Regions from separate parts of the Mus musculus genome. Here all the other regions are linked to region 3. The links are chromatin contacts, called in public HiChIP or PLAC-seq and promoter capture Hi-C maps. All regions are on one chromosome and are shown on one strand. Each heading gives the region's core, a stretch centred on a gene start, on an enhancer-like site or on the middle of the called end of the contact. The rest is flanking DNA. Distances are from core to core; before and after follow the strand shown. Region 1 holds the start of Vamp5 (vesicle-associated membrane protein 5). Region 2 holds the start of Rnf181 (ring finger protein 181). Region 3 holds the start of Krcc1 (lysine-rich coiled-coil 1).

Region 1 (3,431 bases), core at 899-3,398, 1.1 Mb after region 3:
GCAGAGGCAGGAGCATTGCTGCAACTTCAAGGCCAGCTTTGTTTACTTAGGTCATTTAAGGGCAGGGTATATAGCAAGACTGCCTCAAAAAAATAGTTAACTCCATTCAGGCACTGTGGCTCAGCGACATCGTGAGTTCTGCATCAATCTGATCTACATGAGACCTTGTCCCCCAAAACCAAACAAGCAGGCTAAATAATTTTTAGTTATTTATGGTGGGGCTGGAGAGGTGGCTCAGCATTTAAGAGCACTTGCTGCTTTTCTAGAAGATCTGGGTTCCTAGCACCCACTTGGCGGCTCACGGGTGCCTAAAATTCCAGTACAAGGTGAAATTCCCTCTTCTGGCCTCCACAGGCACTGCACACACATGGTACCCCGCACACATACATGCAGGGGAAAATTCATACACATGAATAAAATCTTTTAAAATGATCTATGGTGCTAGGAAGATGCCTCCATAAATAAATCCCCTGTTGCACAAGTTTGGGGACCAGAGTCTGACTCCCTAGCACCCACATAAAAGCCAGGCAGTCTGCCTGTAATCCTAGGGGCAGGAAGAAGGGGCCGGTCCCAAGGACAAGCTGGCAGCTAGACGAGACAAACTGGTGAGCTCCAGGTTGAACCAGAGATCCCGTCTCCAAAAATAAAGTGGAAAGCTGTTTAATAAGACACCTGACATCAGCCTCTGACTTCCACATGTATCTAAACAGGCATGTGCCCAGACACGTGAACAAGCGTGCATACCACACATGCAAAAAAATATTGCTCATTTCCATCTCTCATTTTCATCTCCTCCATCACTGTTTTGTGCTATTCCAATGGCAAAAAAGAATTTTTTTCTTAAATCATTTTGACTGAATGAGTCCCAGTGAAGAAAAGGGAAAGGAAAGGGAAATCAGTTGGGGGTGGGGGTATATATGGTAGTCAGAGGGATGGGATGCAGGAGGAAAGAGCTGGAGACAGAAAGGGGGACAAGGGAAGAAGAGATAGATGATGGAGCTGGAGACAGGCTGAAGGGATAAAATTAATGCATCCCCCAGACTCTGAACCCCCAAGGTTCTCCTGAACAGCCAGATAACCTAACCTGGCGCAGCCTTCTTTTCAGAACTTCTCCTCAAGAGCTGAGAGCCAGTTGAAAGACCATCTCTGCCCTGTACTCTCGGAAGTGGGCTCTCAGCTCCAGCCCATTCTCAGAGCCTCCCTCGGTTTCCTGGTGTGGCCTCAAAGCTTAGGGCTACCTTCCTGCCACACTTCCCTTTCCTGCCTCCAGTTCCCTAGAGATGAGGCCATCCAGGCATTGCCACCCCTAGCCAGGCCACATCCATCCCATCTTAGAGTACTAAACTTGCTTCCAGTCTGGCCACCTTCCCAGGAGCCCTGGAAGGTGGGATCCAGGCATCAGTGGTCCCTGACACTTTTGTCTTGGAAATGGCAAGTCTGCAGCAGGAGTGAATGTAGGTGACTCAACTCATGATTATGTTACTAGGTAGAGGTTAGGAAAGAGTCAGCAGGCTGGGTCACAGGGATAACTTCATGGAACTTTTATAGTAAACAACTTATTTTCTCTTTTCCCCCAGGGAAGTGTTTATCTGTCAGCACGTCAGCACGGGGCCTCTACCAGGCATCTGCTCAGGTTTCCAACCCTTGGGCCAGCTCTGGCTCCTCTTAGCCTGGGGAAGAGCTGGAGAGGTCATCGCATTACCTACCACTTCTCAGCAAAGGGTTCTGAGTGCCTGGCAGCAGCGACCATAAACATCTTCTTTAACCTCTCAAGGACCCACCAAGGTAAGTATTGCTGCCCCTACTTCACTGCGCGGAAAAGGAGGCTCGTGGAGGTTAAGTAACTTGCCCGGTATTGCCGGGAGCTGATAACTGCTCCAGGAGCGTGGGAAGCTGTAGCACCGCTCACTCTGCCCCGACGGGGCGCACTCCGAAGTCTCCCTCCCCGGTTGCCTGCAAAGTTGGGGACTAGTCCGTGCGACCAGCGTGACCTATGCCCCTGGGGTTCAGAATCCTGCTTTTTGCCCCTGCACAATCGCCCTCTGCCCCTGCCCGTCTCACCATTGCCTCCGCAGCCGCCGCCGCTGCCTGCTCGCCGGCTCCGATTCCTCTGCCCCGAGCGGCCTCAGTGCCCGCGGCCCGGGAGGAAGCCGTGGGGCGGGGCGGGCCCGCAGCCCAAGAGGGAGGGGGGCGCGCCTTCTCAGAGGTGCCCGTCCCGGGCAAACCGAAAGCGGTGACAGGACCCGTGGGGCGCCTCCTACCGGGCCACAGGCGTCCGATTTCCGATGACACCCCAGCCTGGTGAATTGGGGACCGATGTCTCTTGGATCTGGGGCTGCATCAGGAGTTAGCCCAGGAGGCGTCATTCCGTCATGCAAAAAGCATCTGTGGGAGCTATGTGCTGGAGCTGACATGAACAAGCCAGAAGTATTTGCCACCTTGGTGAGTGCGTCTCACCCGAAATTAAAAACACACCAACCACTCCAAAGTTCTGATTATTTACAGACGGAACAGGCAGTATTCTGAATACATTGTATGTCACCGAGTTATACCCTTAAAAATGGTAAGCTAGGGCTGGTGAGATGGCTCAGTGGGTAAGAGCACCCGACTGCTCTTCCGAAGGTCCGGAGTTCAAATCCCAGCAACCACATGGTGGCTCACAACCATCTGTAACAAGATCTGACGCCCTCTTCTGGAGTGTCTGAAGACAGCTACAGTGTACTTACATATAATAAATAAATAAATCTTTTTAAAAAATGGACTCGCGTTGTGGAAAGAACCAACTCCTGCAAGTTGGCCTCTGATCTCCATACATTGGGGGAGGAAGATTTTTAAAATGCTAAAGTGTTGCAGACATTTCTGTGAGCTAAAAGTCTCAATGGTGTGTGGATGGATCTCAAGTTTTGAACCAACAAGAGGCAGAAGAGGCAAAGGAGAAGATGGGAGCCAGCTTCCAAAGTGGTACTCAAGCAGAGACCATCTCTTTTGGATAAGAATAAAATACAAACTACACAGACTGTCTTGAAGAGTTTCACAGCATGAGTTTAGGACAGAGTTGCAAGCTGCTGCAAGGAAAACAAACAGGTGTTGCCCAGCCTGAGAACACACACTTTCTCTTAGATTCCTGGTGTGGGCCTTGCGGGATGGTCCTCTAACAGGTGAGGAAGATGGAGTTCTTGACGAAGAGAGATGCCGAGGAAACTGCGGCTTTTCTTGCAGAACTGGGAACTGAGAAGTCCTTTCCTTAATCTCATTGGCCCGTCCCAGCCTCAGGCCAACTTCAAGGTTAAAATGAGGTTGTTTGTAAAGAACTGTGCAAAAGGTGCAGAAAGCCTGAAGACTTGTAAAGGATACGCTGTGCTCTGAATTCCACAAAAAGCTCACGGAGGAATATATTAAGTGGTGCTGTTTTATGTGCTTAATCGAAGGCT
Region 2 (3,332 bases), core at 460-2,959, 1.1 Mb after region 3:
GGTCTCTTTTCAGGCTTCTAACATTAACAATGCTGAGACCTTTGCCCTCACCACACTGACTTGGAAGGGAGCCCAAGTGAGGGGGGCGTTCAGAGGCCTAGCCAAGCCTGCTGAGGAGTGGGGAGTGTGCAGCAGGGGTGGGGTGACCAGACCTTGTCTTTCTTGTGCTCTTCATAGCTGTCATCATCAGTGGGCAGCTCATGGCGGCACAGAGGGCAGGAATTTGTCTAGAGAAATCAAGAGCGGTATTCCGGTCCTTTCCTGCTCCTGCCTTCCAGCCCTGCTCTCTCCCTTGATTTCACCCCAGTCCATTACCAAAAAAAAAAAAAAAAAAAAAGCCGCTTAGGAACTGGCGGGAACTGGTGTTGGGGCCGGGAAGGGATGGACCGAGTACCTTACTTAGCCAGGGCAGAATGCAGTTGGAATGGAAGAGATGATGGCAGGGCATCTCAATCACAGTCTCCTCCGCCTCAAATTCCAAAAGGCACACGGGGCACTTGAGATCTTGAAGAGGAAGTGTCGATCAGGAGAGCAGTTAAGGCCCAACCCAACCTCCCACTCAGACACAGGCTTGGCCTAGAACACTAACAGGCCAGATTGTTGGTGGCTAGGGGGAGTCGGCAGGCAGGCAGGTCTGGCTTATCTGCCCTAAACAGAAAAAAAAAACAAAAAAGGCCTTGTGTCCTCACCAGCCTTGGCGCTACTGATGACTGTTCTAGGGAGGCTCTCCACCACAGCCTTGGCAGCTGGTGGGGGAAGGTGGTGTTCCCAATCTACCAATCCCAGGTCCTCAAAGTCCATCCTATTAAAGAGTGATCTGAGGGAGAAAGTATAAATCAGAACTAAGGAAATCATCTAGTTCCGGCCCCCATAATCCACTGGGAAATACCTGTCCTGGCTAAAATAGTAATAATAACGAATAGTGCACAAGAGCTCCTCAGTAGGGTGGGAGCCAGAGGTGGTGGCCCATGCATTTAGTCACAACACTTGGGAGGCTGTGAGTTCGAGGCCAGTCAGGGATACATAGTGAGATTGTCTCTAAGCAAAACACACACACACGAAACAAACCCACCAGCACAGCTCTCAATCAACCCCGGCTCGCTTTTCCCTTTTTCTTTCTACCTCCCAAGTAGTTGGATTAAAGGTGTGCACTATCACTCCAGGCAACTTTCCCATTTTACTAGAAATAGCAGTCTCAAAGAAGTCGTTCAGGAATAAGCCAAAGTTGATTCCAGGACAGCAGTGAGTTTCTCTCCTTGCTTATTACTAGCAAAACACTACCCAGTTTACACACTTGGGCACAGGCCGTGTCCGCCCCCATGACAATCTTGTCCCGTGCCTCCCTTTGCTACACCCACCCTTTCTATCTTCGTCTTTCCCACGATCCCCTGGCGGGCCCTACTCATTAATAGCCCAAATTAACGACTCCGACTCGACTAATCGCGTCGCCCTGACTAACATTATTTACCCCACCTCCCAGGTTAACCCGCCCTCTCCGCCAAACCCCAACCCAGAAACCTGCCGCCCGGGGCCCAGCTCCAAGCCCCGCGCACTCTTCTCGCGAGTTCCAGCAACATATTGTTGCGGGCCTCACGCTCAGGGTTCAACGGCTCGCAGTCGTGCTCATCAAAATAAGACGCCATGGCTCCTGGGCTGCCGGGCTTGTCTGACACAGCTTTAGGTTGCCGCTGGAGAGCCGAATCCAGCGCTGGCCAATAAGCGATCGAATTTCAAGAGGAGAGCCAATCAGAGTGCTCCTGGGGTGGGCATAGTGACTCGCACACAGAGGCGGAAGTACCGATGCAGCCGCCTCTCGTTGGTTGGATAAGTCAGGTGACCAAAGACTAAAGCCAATGGGGTTGGAGAAAGAGGAAATTCCGGGGACTTTTCGGAGCCAGGATCTGAGGGCTCTCGCCGGTTTCTAGAAGTGCCAGTCCAAGCCGGAAGTATCTCTACTGTGTCTCCTTGGCTGAGTTTACCTGCATGTTCCACCTACTCCCTGAAAGGAAAATTCCCACGCATTGATTATGTTTTATGCATAAAAATGGGTGAAGGGCCTGGAGAGATGGCTCAGCGCACCCAAGTTTTAGTCCCAGCACCCACTGGATGGCGCACAACACTATTTCCAGAGGGTCTGATGCTCTGCGGGCACCAGGCAAATAAGTGACAGACAGACAGACATGCAGCAAGACACCCACTCGTATTATAAATAAATAAAGCAATCGATGGTGCATGTCTTTAAGTCTGGCACTCAGGAGGCAGAGCCAGGTGTTTTTCTGTGAGTGGGAGGCCAGCCAAGGCTAAAAAGTTGAGACCTTGTCTCAATCAATAAAAATAAAAATTAAAACAAATAAATATAAACAATAAAAGAAGGAAAATAGACAAAACCATGCATGATTAGGAGTTCAACTTGGGCAGTTTACTGTAATTCCAGCTCCAGGTAATGCCTCTTTGCTCCTCCTCCCCGGTACCTACATTCACCTGACAAAGCACACATAGTTATAAAATAAATTTTTTTGAAATTTTTGAAAAGGGGGGGAGTGACCGCCAGAGGATTGCAAACTTAAGACCAGCGTGGGCTACATAGTAAAATCCTGTCTTTAAAAAAATTCAAAGGAGAGGCATATTCAGGAAAAGAGCATTCCATAAATACCTGATTGTAATTGTCTAGTACTGTAGTGCGGCACCTCAGAGGGGCCTTAGAGTTCATGCTGAGCATCTGCTCTACCACTGACCTGGGTCTCAGAAGTAGCTTGCCCAAAGTGAGTGCTGCTGACCCACCTAGCAGGGCAAAGTGCTATCCCCCCATCTTTCTCAGAAGAGGAAGATGATAATAAACCCAAGGAAGGTAACAAGTGCTTAGAGCTCTCAAGGTGGCATACACCCATCGTCTCAGAATTTAAGAGGCCACTGGGCTTTTAGGGAAACACTGCCTCTAACAAACAAACAAACAAACAAACAGTATTGTCTTAAGCCCTGTATGTTTGTTATCTTTTTGTCAACTTGACATAAGCTAAGATCATCTGGGAAGAAGGACCCTCAAACCCTGAGAAAATGCCTCCATTCCATTGGCCTGTAGACTAGTCATTTTCTTGATTAATGACTGATATAGACGGGCCCAGCTCACAGTGGGAAGTAACACCCCAGGGCAGGTCCTGGGGTGTATAGGAAGCAGGATGAAAGAGCCGGTCAGCAGTGTTCTTCCATAGCCTCTGCTGCAGCTCTTGCCTCATGTTCTTGCCATGATTTTCCGTCCTGACTTACCTTCATGGTGGAGTATAATTTTAAGATGAAATAAACCCTCTCCTCCACAAGTTGCTTTTGGTCATGGT
Region 3 (3,724 bases), core at 761-3,260:
TAAACAAGGGGAATGGCATTGAAAATAAAGGTGAAGGGCTACCCAGATGGCTCAAAGGTTAAGAGCTCTGTACTGCTTTTGCAAAGGACCTGAGTCAGGTTCCCAAAACCCACATCAGACCACTTATAACCAGACATGTCTCCAGGGGATCTGATGCATCTGACCTCCTAGGACACACACACATGGGCACATACCGTCTCCACACAGAAACACACTACACGCAGGGCGTGGTGGCTGGCACACACCTTTAATCCCAGCACTTGGGAGGCAGAGGCAGGCGGATTTCTGAGTTCGAGGCCAGCCTGATCTACAAAATGAGTTCCAGGACAGCCAGGGCTACAGAGAAACCCTGTCTCGAAAAGCCAAAAAAAGAAACACACTACACACACACACACACACACACACACGATTATGAGCAGATCTTTAGGAACACCACGTTTCTATTTCTTTGTAAGTTTTTATGTAATACAGAATATTTTAAAAATAAAATTAATAAATATTTTTAAAGGGTAGAGGGAAGAGAGAAAGTCACTCACATAATAGCCCATTATATGTTGTCTAATTACAGCACAGACCAAAACCTCAGGTTCTCTCTTGTCCCTGTGTTATTAATAAGCGTGGAATCATTAATGGACTGCTTGTCTCTGTGTGAAGCCTTTTACGGACGGAGTTTATTAGGCAGTCGGGGAGTGGCAATGCTTGGCAACGGAAGCAAGTGCAGCCTGTTGACTTACACAGTAGTGTAGTATTAACCGGAAGCAGGGCCTTTAACATGGTCCAGTGGGTGAAGGGGCTTCTAATTCCAGCACTTGGGAGTCTGAGGTAGAAGGATCCTGTATTCCAGGCCAGCCTGGGAGTAAAGCAGTCTTCGGCTTTAAAAACCAAAGACCCTAGTGGAGCTTCCTGGCTCACTCGTTAAATTTCAGCCCTTGCGAGACTGAGAGATGATAGAAAGGGATTGGTGAAGGCGAGTGGAAATGAAGGGTAGACAGACATCTCCTGAAACAGAACTGATCTTTAATCAGAACTGAAGGGCTGCAGTCTCTCAGGGAAGTGAGACTATGCCCAAGTGGCACGTGTTGGGGAGTAAGGGGTTGGGTTTTGTAGGACTGAAAGGGGGGGGGGGAGGCGGAGGGAGGGAGCTTTGGGGTTGGAAGATTCCATTTGCAGGTCAGTTCCCCTGCAGTCAGGAAGTGGGAGAGGCTAGCGGGTCTGGTATGTGGATCTCCTTATCAGAAGCTTCAGCAGTCAACAGTCAACTCTGGGCTTCTCAGTCCATCTGAGGTTTTTAAGTGATTACTTCAATCCATGCTTGGGACCAGCCTGAGCTAAAGTAAGACCCTATTACACATGGGTCGGTGTGCTGCCAAGCCCCAGAAGCTGAGTTCGACTTCTGGGGTGCATAAGGTAAAAGGAGCCCCACCCTCACTCCGCTCCACACAAAATAATGACCATGTAAAGAAAACTAAAATATACTTTAGTAGTACCTGTGTGATGTTGTATCTATGTAATAGGAGCGTGTATGGTGAGCATACCGTGTGTGTGCTTTGAGGAATACTATGCACGAACGTGTATAATCTAAGAGGGAATTTATGGACTATGCTAGCTAGCAACGTACCATGAGCAGGGATGGTGCTTAATATTTAGTCTTAATATAAGAGCACAAGAAAGAGGAAAGGCAGATGTGCGTTTCTTAGATATTTTGGCCGGTGGATCCATACATTTCCAGACTCACTTTGGCTTCCGGGCTGAACCTCGTCACTAGGTTTCTTTCCTCCAATGGCAAGAAGGACCGACACCCAAGCTCCTACCCACACGGACAGAGCCGGTTAGTCCGAAATGGCGGGAAGGGGCGGAGCACACATGGAGGGCGGGGCTAGAAAATTTCCCGAGGGCTCGGCCGCCCTGCTGCGCACGCGCACCTGCGCGCCCCCGCCGCCATGGCGCTGGCGCTGTCCAGTCAGCCGCGGGTGGTGGCGGCGACTTCCCCTCAGGAAGTCAGGTCTCCGCCTCCTCCCCCCCTCCCACCCCGCCTGCTCTGCGGCGGAGGCGGCGGCGGCGGCAGCGGTGTCTCTGCCTCTCCGCCACCTCCACCGCAGCCTCTGACCCCCGGCCGGCGTTGTTGGCGGGGAGGGGGACAGTAGTTGTAGACGCCCGCCCCTGCCTCAGAGAAGGTGAGTTCCCGCCCGGCGGCGGGGGCGGCCCGAGCTCCAGCCCTCAACTCCCGCGGCCTGGTGAAGGCCGAGCGCCCCGGCCCCGCCCCGCCGCGCCTTCGAAATGGCCGACGAGAGCCGGGCGCGGCCCCCCTCGGAGCGCCTGACTCTCTCCTCAGAACCCCTCAGCATCCGCGGCGCCATGGCCGAGGGACCTCACGGCCTGGCGAGGAAGCCGAGGTCCGAGGGGGCTAGGAGAAGAGGCGGCCGAGCCGAGGGCAGTGGGGGTTCAGTGAGGAATCCCCGTCCTCCAGCGACCCCGGGAGAGAGCAGCCTCGGTTTGGTGCAGGAGCGTGGACAGGAGACTTCCCAGCAGGCCACTTAGCGACAGGCATGAGTGGGGAATTAGGGAGCTCTGGACAGGAGGGTGGGAGCTTCCAGGTTTCCTCAAGGAAGAGGAGAGGTGAGGTGGAGGGGACGGATCACCCCGAAGCTTTTCTAGGCTTCTGGATTGCCAGGAAGACGAGTTAGAAAAAAATGTCCAGACGTCTCTTGACCGTAGTAACCCGAGTTTTAGCATTTTTTGACCAGTGTGAGAGTGGCGAGAAGCAAGATTTTATTCCAACCCTACTGACTAGGAGCAGAACTGAGCTGTGTTCTGGAGTGCTCCGAGTGACTTTGGCCTTTAAAAAAAAGTGTAAGGAGAGAAGGCCTGAAGTAGACAGGAGAGGTGAAAACTCCCCAAGGGTTAGGCATTGCTTCTGCCGGCTGAGAACTAGGAAGTTAGGCGCCTCCTTCATCCCAGTTACATTTCAAAGAATTGCTTCTATAGACTCTGAAAGACCGCTGAGCTGTGGGAAATAAGCTTAAAATGAGGGGATAGTTAGAGTCTTTGTTGGGCGTGGTGCTGAGCGCCTTAAATCCCTAGCAGTGGAGGGGCAGAGGCCATCCTGGTCTACATGAGAATTCCTAGCCAGCACGAGCTATAGAGTGAAACACTACCTCAGGAAAAAAAACAAAAATGGCCTGGGACCGGGCAGAATTTGTTAGCTTTTTAAGAGTGAGCTCTACTGTGGGTAGAACTCCTTAGACCCCAGCATCACAAACACGGAGGCGTGTCATCTGTTGAGGGCTAAAATAAACAGTAAACCTGACAGCCAGAGCTTTTCCTTAAAGTGTGGCAGGGGTGTCCCAGGCACTTGACACTGGGCACCGTGTTAAATTGTGATTTAAGTCGCTTTTTATGGATGGAGGTTTGGAGAGTTTTGACATTCTCACCAACACATTTACCAAAACACAAAAGCTGTAGACTACCCCAGTAGATGTGTGTGTGTGTGTGTTATAGGTACTACACACCTGAGACAGCCTGCACCTGTGAGATAAATCTTTAAAGCAGTTTTGGAAATAATTTTATATCGTGGCATTTGATTCCCCACTGCAGAAGAGTTCAGTAAAACACCAAGAAACAGAAAAACTATTTTTAGTACTTTTACCTTATATTGCTCCTTGTCTCCAGTGTGAAAGATAATGGAAGCCAGACTATCACAGGATAATTTAGATTCCTTTTCTAT

Evidence for each region. Promoter capture Hi-C pulls out the DNA fragments that hold promoters and counts their contacts. HiChIP or PLAC-seq counts read pairs in DNA pulled down with a chosen protein or histone mark.
Region 1: a contact with region 3 is called in an HNF4G HiChIP or PLAC-seq map of pancreatic cancer cells. The contact joins the promoter of Vamp5 here to the promoter of Krcc1 in region 3. A contact is called at or near these places in 1 of 39 promoter capture datasets (pre-B cells) and 1 of 115 datasets of contacts at active chromatin or transcription factors (pancreatic cancer cells).
Region 2: a contact with region 3 is called in a promoter capture Hi-C map of pre-B cells, with 3 times the contacts expected there. The contact joins the promoter of Rnf181 here to the promoter of Krcc1 in region 3. A contact is called at or near these places in 5 of 39 promoter capture datasets (3T3-L1-derived adipocytes, hippocampal neurons, liver and 1 more), 1 of 484 Hi-C or Micro-C datasets (pre-B cells) and 1 of 9 other capture datasets (liver).

Annotation. Positions count from the first base shown.
Region 1 is chr6:72,378,320-72,381,750 of GRCm38.p6, forward strand. Vamp5 (vesicle-associated membrane protein 5) reads right to left here and starts at 2,149. Exons shown (of 3, transcript NM_016872.4): 1 at 2,062-2,149. The coding sequence starts at 2,064. It overlaps Gm52494 (a long non-coding RNA gene), which reads left to right and starts at 963. Exons shown (of 3, transcript XR_003956310.1): 1 at 963-1,454; 2 at 1,578-1,785.
Region 2 is chr6:72,360,723-72,364,054 of GRCm38.p6, forward strand. It overlaps Rnf181 (ring finger protein 181), which reads right to left and starts at 1,710. Exons shown (of 5, transcript NM_025607.4): 1 at 1,519-1,710; 2 at 690-817; 3 at 395-504; 4 at 153-227. The coding sequence starts at 1,643.
Region 3 is chr6:71,269,667-71,273,390 of GRCm38.p6, forward strand. It overlaps Krcc1 (lysine-rich coiled-coil 1), which reads left to right and starts at 2,011. Exons shown (of 3, transcript NM_001354706.1): 1 at 2,011-2,174. It overlaps Mir8112 (microRNA 8112), which reads left to right and starts at 2,005; the gene lies at 2,005-2,135.